2 separate regions of the Mus musculus genome follow, and region 1 is linked to region 2. A link is a contact called in public Hi-C data. All regions are on one chromosome and are shown on one strand. Each heading gives the region's core, a stretch centred on a gene start, on an enhancer-like site or on the middle of the called end of the contact. The rest is flanking DNA. Distances are from core to core; before and after follow the strand shown. Region 1 overlaps Iqschfp (Iqcj and Schip1 fusion protein). Region 2 overlaps Iqschfp (Iqcj and Schip1 fusion protein).

Region 1 (6,715 bases), core at 2,081-4,580, 340 kb before region 2:
CCCAAAATTCCCCCATACCCTCCCCCCACCCACTCCCCTACCCACCCACTCCCACTTCTTGGCCCTGGTGTTCCCCTGTGAGGGATATACTGAGGCATATAAAGTTTGCAAGACCAAGGGGCCTCTCTTCCCAATGATGGCCAACTAGGCCATCTTCTGCTACATATGCAGCTAGAGACACGAGCTCTGGGGATACTTGATGTCAGTCTAAACACAAACCCGGCCAGCACTGTTCACACTGGATAGTGGTGTCTGGTCATGAAGCGACGACCCAGGGCGTGCTTATTGTTCACGGCTGCTAATTAAAACGAAAACTAAACAAATCCTCTGCGGAAACAGAAGGGTTCTAAAGAAGCTGTCTGTTCATTGAACAAATGTTCACTGTTCTTCATAATTTTAGCTCCAAGACAAAAACCTGAAGGCTGGGACAGTTGGTACAATGGAAAAACAGGATGCTCAAGTTAGAAATGGCTGCGTTTTGAAACTTGGTAGTGTCCTGAAGTAGCTATGCCTTGGGCAAAGGTCAGTGTAGCTCAGCCTCAGTTTCTTCATCTTTACAAAGGGAGGCCGACGGTTGCCTCCCGGGTGAGGGGAGGCCTTCACAGACAAGGTGTCAAGACTGGCCCTGGGGCTTGGCCCACATTCCTCGGGACAGAGAGGCACAGCTGCCACACACAGCCAGGAAGGGTGAGGACTCACTGCTTTTCTTGCCAAAATCAAACAGCTTTCCTGCCACTGTTCCCCACATTTCCCAGGCTGATTACGCTTCTCCAGGGAACTCCTAATTAGAGATCATCCACTCAACATAGATACAAACACACACTAATTTGGAGGAGGGGGAGGAAAAAAAACCCAATCTACAAAAAACAAAACAAAACAAAAAGCCAACCCCCCAGGCAAACAAGCAAACAAACAAAACCCCAAAAAAACCGACAACAACAAACCAGGAAAACGATAAAGACAGAAGCATACAAAGAACAACATTCTAAAAATCCTTTTTAAAAACCCCTCATATTGTTGTAATCTTCCTGGTGGTTGGTTCTTCCACAGAACCATAGACAGCACTTAGAAAAGCATGCTAACCTCTCCACGTACTGGGACACAGGACAAATGCAGATGCAAACTCAGATCATCCATAGAAGGCAGAGGGAGGGGACAGGGAGAAATGGCATCGGGGCAGGGGGAGATGAATACAAATATGAGCCTATAATGAGATATAGTCAGGGCTGGTAAGACAGCTCAGCAGGTAAAGGGGCTTGCTGCCAAGAGTGATGACCTGAGTTCCATCCCCAAGATCCACTAGTAGAAAGAAAGCTGAACCCCAAAGCCTGTGCAGTGCGCTCTCTCTCTCCTCCCTCTTTCCCTCCATCCCTCCCTCCCTGCACACACACACACACACACACACACACAGAGTCCACAACTTTTAAATGCTCTGCAAGTGTCTTGGCTTTTTACAGCTCCCACTTAGCATTGACTGAATACAGTCCCAGTTCCCATGTCTGCAAGAAATCTATGTGTCACAAAGATGAACTCCAAGGTTGTCCATGGAAAGGCAGAACAAATACCTAATGTCTACCATCTACATCAAAGGCTTCATAGTGGCAAACTCACTTGGTGTGTCTAATCTAGTGACAGGCACAAGACATGCTGACGTCTGCTCGGCTGTTCCAGTCACTGCACACAGCCATAGCTTAGCTTCCTCCCAGGGCCTCACTTAGCCACTGAGGCTGCAGCTCATCTGTGGGCGCTCTCCTCCACTGTGGGAAGAGGCAGCAAGGGCTGGACGAGGCCATCCCAGCAGTGGATGCATTGGCCGCTGGGCAGCGAGCGGTGTGACACTTGGTTAGCAGCAACAGTGGCTCTGCTTGCTAAAACCAACCAGCTGGCAAACACCTGCCTGTTTTCCAGAACATTCCTCAGTTCCCAGATTGAGAGATTCTATCTGTCCTTCAGTGCCCTCCAAAGATCATAGCTGTTCATTTCTAACCCCTGCTTTGTGCAGAATTCCTCCTAGCTGGAGAGCTGCCTCATTTCACACGTGCCTTAGAAATTGGCTACAAGCAAAACAAATCAAAGACAGATTCTCTATTTTTTTTCCCCCTTGGGTGTCATCTTCTTGTCTCTGTCTTCCCCCTGCCCCCTACAACTCAAATCCGGGAAAGCAGGGGAAGTCTTGTGCCTCCAAGCACACAGGCCAGAGGAAGGCTGGAGGTAACACATCTTCACCAGCGGCTCAGGTCTGGCTCCCAGTGGCAGCACAAGCTGATACAGTGTAATAAAAACCCACACAGTGAGCCCACAGCACCAGTGTGGGCACACTGTAGCTAGCCCACAGCACCAAACAGCCACTCAGGTGTATCTTCTGGGATACTGGAATACTTTGTATACCATACAGTTTACAAACACAATTGACTGCTCACTTTATCACAGTGTCTTATTTATGTGTTTGCCTGCCTATCTATCAATCTACCTTTATTTATTTAATTACTTATTTTATTTTAAACCGTTTCCCTACAGTCAGGCTGGTGGGGAACTTGCTATATGCAGCCCAGCCGGGCTTCCTACTTGAGCTCCTCCTGCATCTGCCTCTTCAATGCTGGAATAATAGTGGTGGTCTTCATCTACCCAGGCACTATCCACTAAGAGTGTAGGTCTTCATCACATACCTACGCCCTACCTCCAAAAGGATATCCTGCGTCCTGGGAAGAGACCCACTTGGACATGATTAACAGAGATGACCAGATCTGGACCAGGTTTGCATAAAGTTCTTAGAGTAATGGTCAGGAAAGCCCCAGCATGTTTGCTTAGCCTTTTGTTTTTGAGATGGGGAAATCTCACTTTATACCCCAGGCTGGCCCTAAAACTCACCAGTAGTTCAGGCTGGCCTCAAAGTCACAGAAACCCCGCCTTAACCTGTTATGTGTTAGATTCACAGGTAGGAAGCCACCACATGGGAGTCTGTGTGCTGTGTTATTTTTTAAAAAAAATTAATTCATTTATTATATGTAAGTACGCTGTAGCTGTATTCAGACACTCAAGAAGAGGGTGTCAGATCTCCTTACGGATGGTTGTGAGCCATCATGTGGTTGCTGGGATTTGAACTCAGGACCTTCGGAAGAGCAGTCGGTGGTCTTACCTGCTGAACCATCTCACCATCCCCCCGGGTGCTGTGTCTTAAAGTGGATCAGAAGGCTTCTCATTAAACTCATGGTTTATTTGGCTCACAACCACCCTCTTCTGTGAATAGCATAGCTCTGGGGCTGCTTCTGTGAGGGAGGAGGTGGGAAGTGAGTCTTTAGATTTTACAGTCAATGCTTTATTGAAGACACTAGGGGTCAGCAGATTCCCAAAAGTTGTGAGTGAAACCAGGAGCCCTGGCACCTAGGGCGGGGCCCGGTGCTCAGGGCGTTGCTGGAGAGATGCCCACAGCAGCCCGAGTCTAATTACTATTGTAGCCCCTTCCATATACAGGCCCTCCTCTTAGCAGTAACTTTAACTTTCATTTGGGTGCCTGACGTCCTCCTGCAAAGCCTGGGTGCTCTGAGACGATGATCTGATGCTGGAGTTTGTGCTGCAGCCCAAGCTAATTTACATAATACCTCCCACAGCATAGCCCAGGCTGCCAGTTCAAAGAAATATGACCTTATTTGGGCAGTGAGAGCCAAGAGATAAAATGGGATGGAGGTGGGAATGAGGGTAGGGGCGGGGACTGAAGAGGTGGCTCAGCAGGCAACTAAAAACCAGCACTGGTCTTGTAAGGAGGACTATTCAGTTCTCAGTACTCACAAGCACCCATAAAGATTGGGGGAGGGGAAATCTAACAGCTTCTGGACCCCGCAGGACAGGCACCTGCATTCACACATTTGTATACACACATACAAACTTAAATAATTGAAATAAACTAGAAGATTGAATGGGGAGAGGCAAGGAAATTTGCTAAGGACAACTGATTCTTCTGACAGAGTTCCTGGAAGTCCCCCTACCCATCTTTTCTTCCAATTAGATAAGAAACTTACTCTGGAGTCATATGATCCATACTCTGGCAACAACCAGGTGTGGCAATGTGGGATAGCTATAAAATGAAGCTGACTGCAAGAAACACAGCAGGGGCTTTAATAAAAATGATACAGTTCTGAGAAAAATTCTATTAAGTAAAAGAAGAAAACACATTCTAAATCATGTGTGTGTGCAGGTATGAGTGTGTGCAGGGGTGTGTGTGTGTGTGTGTGTGTGTGTGTGTGTGTGTGCATCCCATGCTGGAAATAGAACCCAGAGCTTTGTGGAACGGCTTTCTTCCCTTGAGCTTCAGCCATATACCCAGAAGCGTTTTCTAAAGAACGTCCTAGCTGTTTAAAAGCCAAATCTCTTCTCTGTGAAGCCAGGTTGAATATGGATTTTTTTCATATTTGCATTTAGTGGCAACTTACATAACACACTGAGGGGACAAAGCGTTTCAAGTGGGAAAGCAACTGAGTTGTATGTTCAAAAGCTGCAAGTTTCATGCCAGACCAACCTGTACTGGGGGGACACCAAAACTCTGCAGGATGACTTAAAGGCCATGGACCCAGCTCCTGACTGGGGAGGAGGACGTTATATATACTCAAGGCTTCTCTCCTTTACAGTTGCTGTGCAGAACGTATCATTGCTGGTTCATCTTCCTTCCCATGTGCTCGTCAGTAGACGTGGTTTTTTTTTAAAGTGTTGATCAAAATTATATCCTCTTGTTTTACAAGAGCAGGGAGCTCCTGCCACTGTGCCTGGAAAGCCGAGAGGGTGGAGGACAGGCCTGCACTCCAGTTGTCTTCTGATGCCCATTGCTTATCAGCCCGAAGCAGTGTCAGGCCCTCAGAGCTCAAAGGCCTAGGCATTTCCTTCATGTGCAAAGACGGTTTGCTTTGGAACTCAGCAGAGAATCAGTAAGGGACCAAAGGGATCGATCGCTAACACAGCCAGCTCTCCACAGCACTGAAGATGGCATCTGTGGATCAACTGCAGATAAAAAACCATTTCTAAGAAGGATCGAGGGTAGGTGTGGTGGCCAAGAGCACTGGCTGCTCTTCCAGAGGACAGGGTACGGCTCCCAGTGCCCATACAGTGGCTTTCAGCTCTCCCTCACATCTTTTCTGACCGCCTTCTGCACCATGCCTGAACATAGTGCACAAATACAGTGAAAGCAAAGCACTCACACACATTAAATACATCTTTTTTTAAACAACAACAATGATGACGACATTTAGGCCTTCTAAGAAGGTTCCTGGGGACTCAAGGTGCTTACTGCCAATCCTGATGACCTAAAACCAATCTCCAGGATCCCCTTCATTCCTGCAAACTGTCCTCTGACCTCCACTCACGTGCTATAGCGCACACATGCAGACGTAAATCAATGTCATAACTTTAAAGCTGTGTCTGTGGTGAACATGTACAGATCTTAACCTTGTGATTATTCTCTAAAGAGCTTAGTGTAAAAACTTGCATCATGTTTGTTCCGTATTTGTTATTCTATGCAATCGACCAAGGGCTCATCATTTGGGGAGCTGTAGGTAATGGGCTGCGCATGTACACTACTTGGGAAATGAGCACTTGTGCATCTTGGTAACCATGGGGAGTCTTGGGATAGTCCCCAGAGGATACCAAGGGATGACATATGACTCCAGGGAACAGGCAAAACTGACGCCACCTCTCAACTTTCCTTAGTTTATTCCATTCTAAAGACCTCTTGAAGAGGTAGAGTTCCATCAACTCCGTTCAAATTGTGGCAATGCTCTTGGAGTTGGGTGACGTTCTCTCCATCTGTAAACAGGTGATGGATGAAACCTGTCCTTCAGGTGACTCTCAGGTGTATGTGTAACACAGGTAATGATTTTAGCATTCAAATAGTTGCCAGGACCCTAATCTCAATATTCCTTAGGAGGAAAGCATGCTGTGACCTACAAAACCAGAGAAGCAGTCAGATCTCCATGCGTTCTCACTGTCTGTATTTATTCCCACCTGTGACAAGATTCCCCAGGTATACCCTGATGAAAGCAGGTTGCAAGACCTTGCAAACCCATTACCCTCACACAGGGTCTGTTATCTCTGATTGGGAATCTTAGATAAGCCCGAAGATTCTGAGAGTAATTACAGGGTTAATGCATGTGATTCGGGGATGGTCCACTCCGGAGGGGAGACTTTAGGCACTCTCAAAGGAGCTACTAAACACTTAAAGTCATGGCCCCTCTTTGCTTTTCCTTTGCTGCAGCTTACATCTGTGTGTGATGATGATGCATGTGTGGAGGCTGGAAGACTCCAGGCACCATGCTCAAGAGCACTATGCACTTCCTTTGAGGCAAGTTCTCTTGTTGGCCTTCAACTCAACAATCAGGTTAGACTGGCTGACCAGTGAGTCCAGGATCCTTCTGCCTGTGACCCCAGAGCTGGGATGGTAAGACCAGTGCTCCCTGGCTTGGCACGTTCACATGGGTTCTGTGGATAAACTTCAAGTGTGTGCCAAGCAAGGAATTTATCACCACTCCCTGCTTTCCTTTTTACAAAAATACAGGTTTCTAAGGACTTCAGTCATTCACTCAAAATCAAGTGGCCAGAGGAGAAGTTTGGGATCCACATATGTTTCAGGATTCCTGTTCAAGGTAGCAGAAAACAGGGTATCCTGGAACAAGTGCAGTAATGGAAGCAATCTCTCCATGCTACCCGGCTAACCCTTTCCTCTCTCTAGCAA
Region 2 (6,431 bases), core at 1,579-4,078:
CTGATGAAACACTGCTCATTTCGTATGCCTCACAGAATCACTTAATTGTGAATTTATGGTATGAATCCCTTGCTGTGATTTTTTTCCTGTCAATCAAAACCATGGTCATGTGGAACATTCCTGAATTCAGGGCACTCTATTAGCACAGGGAGGGCAAGGGCACATCTAAATGAAGTAAAGCAATTCATTGAACTGGAAACCTTGAACTGTTCATTAAAAAACGAGTCTCTTCCTGCCAATAAGAAAGACGGAAAAGCTCACTCTAAGAGACTCTGATTCTCTGATCATCAGAGGCACATTCTTCCTCACTCGCAATGCTACAGAGGCCTGAGATCCCACACGGTTTCGCTGCATATTTCCCTTTTTGTTTTGACCACAGAGGTGTGTTCTAACACACCCTGAATCCTTCCCTCCTCTCTCTCTCTTCTCCTCTCAATCTTTTTTTTTCCCCATCATTTCCATCCCACAGACAGCACCTTCCTTCTAAGATTGGTAAGCCTAATCAGTTTCTACAAGATTAAACCAAGAACCACGGCTATGTCTTGCTTAAAGCTAACACCTCTGTGGCTTTGGACAAATCACCCTGAACCAATAGCAGTTTGAAATGTAGCTATCTACATAACGAATGAAATACTTAAATTTCTTTTAGTATCCATGTACTTATTTCTTACTTTATTAAATGGAAAAATGTCAGGCAAAGTGCCTTTTCTTTTCCAAGTAGTGAAACCATCTTGAGAAGTACTATAATAGAGGGCTGAAAAGAATTCTTACTCCTATTATTAAAGTATTTTTCTTCATTATTGTAATGTCTTTGGGCCTGTTGGCATCCCAAGCTTCATTTGCAAAGACACAATTAAATGACTATTGACGTCATTTTTCTGTGTCTGTAATAAAAAGGGGAGGACAGAGAGGAGCAGAACTTTGCTCCTTGCCAAGGAAACCTCCACTTTTCTTCAACATTTATTATCAGGCCTCCTGCTGGAGTTTACTGCCTTGCAAATGGCTTTGGTTCAGCTTGCAGGCTTGCGTTCTTATCCAAGATCTACACACCGTTTTACAAAAGGAGTCAGGAGAGGTACATTAGATTAAATATTGATTTAGCTGTAAATCCATCCTTCTAACATTTGGGCAAAGCAGAAGGCCATCAGGTTACCAGCAGGTAAGGCTGGGCTCATGGATGATTAAAGCAGGGTGTGGCAGAATCAAGGGCACCTGATACCCAGAAGGTCGATCTCTGGCACTGCAGTGAGACGCACAAAGACAAACTGTGCTTTGACTGTTGCTCTTTCCACCCCCCATTCCCCTCCCCCCCCCCCAGTTTCAATAGCCCTTTAGAAACTTTAAACCATTTGCTGTTTTGTAAGTAGGTAGGGAAGGACACTGGAAAGGCTGTATAGGAAGTTGGGAAGCCGAGATCTACTTCCTATCTCTCTTGCTGACAGTTCTAAGTAGTTCTTTGGAGACAATTGTCCTCTTCTGCACCACTCTACCTTATCCTGAGGACCACATTACTTCAACAGGAGATGAGTCAGTCTGTGGTATGAAGTGTCATTGTCTATAACACAGTGTGGCATGGCTGCTCTGTAAAATGATGGTTTTACTTCTTTGTTTTATTTCTATTCCCATTGTTCACTATCAAGAAGCATTCACTGCAAAGGCGACTCTTTTGGTTTGTTGGACATGCATTCAAATTTATTCTCTATAGCAAATCCTTCTGGAGGGCTAGGCAGAGTCTCACAATAGCTCTCTGACTGTCCAGCAGTTCTCTATGTAGACCAGCCAGTCCCTGACCTTGTGGTAATTGTCCTGCCTCTGTCTCCTAGGTGCTGGGATTAGAAATATGCATCACTACACCCAGCTTCTGGTTTAAAATGATACAATTTAGTCAACACACAGCAGTCTCATTAGACACATGCTGCCCACCACAACTGAAGCAGGAAGATTAGCGGGAACAGTGTGAAAAGATTGCCAAACCTTTACATATTCATGAAGATATTTAACCCTCACGGTGATACAATGATGATTCAATGTAAAGGCAAGATGCTTATTCTTACTAAAAAGGGAGAAACCAAGAATCAAAGACGTTACACATACCCTGAACAGTTATACTGAGGAGGATTCTGAGACATGGCAGTGCAAGCCTAGAAGAAGGGTCTGGGCTGTGGTTCAAAACCATAGTCTGTCTAATATTTGATCTGGTGGCACTGATAGTTTAGAAATCCCAGTGTTTCAGATATTCTGGAATTTGAACATCCATTTCCTCATCATTTCTGCCCCTCTGATTTCTTGTTTCTGGGTACTACAAACATTTAAGCTTATGAAGGCATTTGGGTTCATGATTCTTACTATAGGCCAGATTACTGGAATGTGTGCTGAAATGAAACTAAGTCATTTTATACGTGTACAGCCTCGTGGCTCCTCAGTTCCCAGGCAACTCTCCTGCCATTCAGCCATTTAGTCAAACCAGCAACAAGGCCCTTCTTCCATGATGCTCGCCCAACCATTCCTCAAGAAGTGAATTAGTTCTGTATCTTAAACAAACAAACAAACAAATCCTTAATCATTGATAAACAATTATAGTACAGGTAGAGCCTTGATAAGTAAGTGATGGTTCAGCTTAGGATTTTCCTTATTTAATGTGATATAAAACCAAGACACATTCCAGTGAAATCTCACATTGAATTTATTTATCTATTTTCTGAAGCACTAGGAATTGAATGGGTTTTTAATTAGTTTTTTTTTTCTAGGCTAGAGACACATGGTGTGATATTCCTTCTCCATGCTGGGCAGCAGCAATGAGCCACGTTTCCCAGCCAGCCAAGCTGTCACCAGGGTAACTGATGGATGCTGTACAGTGTGCTGTGATTCTAAGCTAGGATCTTTAAGACATCCTGCCTGGTAATGTGCATATAAAATGTCTTTTCAAATTACAGTAAATTTACTGGGACACAATCCATTTAAGTTAAAGAACATTTATGTTTATTAATATGTTGTTAATTATTGTTTTAATCTATACTGTTAAATAACATCTAACTTCATATATTGTATATGTGTTTTGTATGAATCAAGTTTATACTTGCTTATTTTATAGTTACATACATATATGGATATGTGCACATAACTTATGTGCAGGCTATACGATACAGTGATCTATATTTTTGTGTCTCCTTCATATTTAGGACTTAATGTATATTCTTACAAATGGTTAGGGGATGGATGACTTAAATGCCCAAAATATGTAAGATGATATACTGTGTTCAGTATTAGCTAGGTATTTTCTGGACATATATCCCATTGTCCATGATCACTTAACCCAAAATTAACAGGTACAGATTTCAGTGTGCCAGGAATTTTGTACAGGAGACCTTACAGCCTCTCTGAAAAGACATTCTGATTTCACCAGGATGTCTATATCTTTACCTAGAATGGTTTTCAAAATGTTTTCCTGATGATACTTAATAAAGTAGCTATGATTTCTCATTTATTAAGCTTCTATCAAGGCCCAAGCGATTCTATTGGATTTCCTTTGTAAGAATGTGTATGTATGTGGGGTGTACATGTGAGTGTGTATGACAGTGGAGGCCAGAGGTACCAGGTCAGCCTGGAGTTAGAGTGACAGGCAGTTGAAAGCCATCTAAAGTGGGTGCAGGGAACTCAAGTTGGGCCCTTTGCAAGAGCAAATTCTCTGTTCCCAGCATGCCTTGTTTTATTCTCTGTTGACACATGCAGAAGTAATGGAAAGTGGCCCGAACAAGTGTATGATCACAGGAACTCTTGCTCACGTACAGCTCTGAACAACAGAGGCCCAGATAGGCCATGTTACTCTCCTCTGAAAGACACTGTTATTTTCTATCATCTCAACATGATCAGTGAACTTCTTAACTTCTTTGCATGCTTCTAAATGCTAACGGGAGGGTCAGGTCTCTAGGTTCCTTGTTGACTGAGGCAGGAGGATTTTGAGTTTGAGCAAGCCTGGGCTACACAACAAGACACGATGAAGAAGGAAGGGATGATGAGAGGGAGATGGAAGAAGAGGGAGGAAGGAGAAAGAGAAGGAAGGATGGGATGAAGGAATGGAGGGCAGGGCTGGAGTTGCAGTCAGGGAACTATAACTTAGTGAGACATGATTGCAGTCATCCATCCCCGTTTCTATCTTTGTTTAAATGCACACAAGGCAACATCGCTATATTACAGTAAATATTGTCTTGTTCTGGTCTATGTTATCTGTTCCTTACAAGGAGTGTCCTGCTAAAAACACTAAGATATATGACCCACTAGGCTTTATTGGGAGATATCATTGCAACAGTGTTAGCAGTGTGTGCGTGTGTGTGTGTGTGCGTGTGTGTGTGTGTGTGTGTGTGTGTGTGTGTGTGTGTGTGTGTGTGTGTGTGTGTGAGAGAGAGAGAGAGAGAGAGAGAGAGAGAGAGAGAATACTTGTGCGTTAGTGTGTGTTTGGAGCATGTGTATGGGAAAGTATGTATGAGTATGTGTATATGTGTGTGAATGTATGTGTGTGATTATGTGAGTGTGTATGTATCTGTGTTTGAATGTATGTATATGAGTATGCATGTGTGTGTGTGTGAGTGTGCTTATATGTGTGTGAGTAAATGTGTGAGTGTATGTGTTTGTATGTGAGTACATATGTGTGTGTATGTGTGTGTGAGTGTGTATATATGAGAGTATTTAAGTGTGTAGGTGTGTGTGTGGGTATGTGATTATGTATGTGTGTATAAGTGCATATGTGTCTGTGAGTATGTGTGAGTGTATGTGTGTGTTTTTATATGTGTGTGAGTATGGATGTGTGTGAGTGTGTTTATATATGTGTGAGAATGGATGTGTGTGTGAGTGTGTGTGTGAGTATATGTGTGTGAATGTATATGCATGTATGTGAGTATATATGTAAGTGTGTATGTGTGTGAGTGTATATGTTTGTGAATGCATGTGTGTATGTGAGTGTATATGTGTGTGAGTGTGTATGTGTGTGAGTGTGTATGTGTGTGAGTGTTTATTGTGTGTATATGGATGTGTGTGTATGTGAGTGTATATGTATGTATGAATGTGTGTGTGTGTGTGTGAGTGTGTATGTGACTGGGGGCATGTGAGTATGCATGAGTGTGTGTGAGTGTGTGAGTATGTGTATATATATGCTGTAGCAAAAACATTTTTGCTTTGATACAAAAAGTTGGTGGATAGGACATTTATCTGTTGAAAGAATCTCCACGCGCCTGGTGGGTTAGTTGGAAGCCACTGGTGCAGAACAAACAACCCTGAGTCTAATATTTAAGAGTTTTCACAATTTCAGTCCAAAATGATTTCTATTTATTTATTTATTTATTTATTTATTTATTTTTATTACATATTTTCCTCAATTACATTTCCAATGCTATCCCAAAGTCCCCCATACCCAAAAGGATTTTTTAGATTACCCCTAACTCCCTACCTGCACACCCAAAGATCGTGTTGTTTCCATCTAAATTTTGCCCTTTGCTCCCCAATCTCTGTGTGTTCTTTGTTCCTGCCTTCTGCATCTTATGTGACTCTATTGCCTCTATATGGAATGTCCACCCTTCCTGATTCTGAATGTACAAGCCAATTTTGCCTTCTCTTGGGTCCCTCCTTTCTCACCTAGAGTTCATTTGTCTCTTCTCACTCTGTGTGTGACTTAGTCTGTATCTCTTCATTCGTCACATTAAGACTTACCCCAATTAATTTGTCACATTAATCTTACCTTCTTGTCTTAGAATGTAAGATTATAATGCTTTAAAAATAGGATTCATGAATGAATATCAACCCTGAGTGCTTCCCTCAGAGAGATTCAACCTACACTAAACTAATACAGTGGAAATGACTTTAAAGCAATACATTGTCTTTTTGGAGGTTGTGATAATTAATATTCCCAGCTCATTTTGTGTCAGCTGTTGCTTTCACCCCATCATTTCCTCCTGGCATATACAAGGGGATCCCCTTGGGTGATTCTTGTGCCATGTACATGGTGTCTCAAGCACAGCCTCTGATTCCGCACCCACAGATGTGAACTGCTCCACACATGCAAAATAGGCTGGAAGTATTGACTTCCTTAGGAGTAACTGTCAACAAATGACCAGTTGCATAAATGTTTCATCTTCCTTTTCTGTCAGTGATCATGATATCTTTTTCTTTTTTTTTTTTTTTTTTTTTTTTTTTTTTTTTTTTTTTTTTTGAGACAGGGTTTCTCTGTGTAGCCCTGGCTGTCCTGGGAACTCGCTCTGTACACCAGGCTGGCCTCCAACTCTGAAATCCACCTGCCTTTGCCTCCCAACTACTGGGATTAAAGGTGTGCGCCACCATGCCCGGCTGGTGATATCATTCTTAAGTGGGCACCACACAGACCCTTTAAAGGTACAGGGGCATTGAACGCCTCCTGCCCACGCTGTTCTGCACACTGACCCATC

What was found. A called contact is a pair of places that touch in the nucleus more often than the background predicts.
Region 1: a contact with region 2 is called in a Hi-C map of cortical neurons, with 2.7 times the contacts expected there. The contact joins two enhancer-like sites. A contact is called at or near these places in 3 of 39 promoter capture datasets (cranial neural crest, hippocampal neurons and liver), 6 of 484 Hi-C or Micro-C datasets (the C2C12 cell line, cortical neurons, forebrain and 3 more) and 1 of 9 other capture datasets (embryonic stem cells).

What each region holds. Positions count from the first base shown.
Region 1 is chr3:68,539,991-68,546,705 of GRCm38.p6, reverse strand. All of the region lies in intron 5 of Iqschfp (Iqcj and Schip1 fusion protein), which reads right to left. All of the region lies in intron 2 of Schip1 (schwannomin interacting protein 1), which reads right to left. Among named protein-coding and RNA genes, the nearest start is that of Gm22073, 4.4 kb to the left of the region's middle. Within about 2 kb of position 3,330, at least 114 of the 459 cell types and tissues checked have an H3K27ac peak or open chromatin away from gene starts, as enhancers often do. A contact at or near this core is called in cortical neurons, where this site is marked.
Region 2 is chr3:68,197,803-68,204,233 of GRCm38.p6, reverse strand. All of the region lies in intron 4 of Iqschfp (Iqcj and Schip1 fusion protein), which reads right to left. The region is part of intron 1 of Schip1 (schwannomin interacting protein 1); the gene reads right to left. Among named protein-coding and RNA genes, the nearest start is that of Schip1, 140 kb to the right of the region's middle. Within about 2 kb of position 2,828, at least 16 of the 459 cell types and tissues checked have an H3K27ac peak or open chromatin away from gene starts, as enhancers often do. A contact at or near this core is called in cortical neurons, where this site is marked.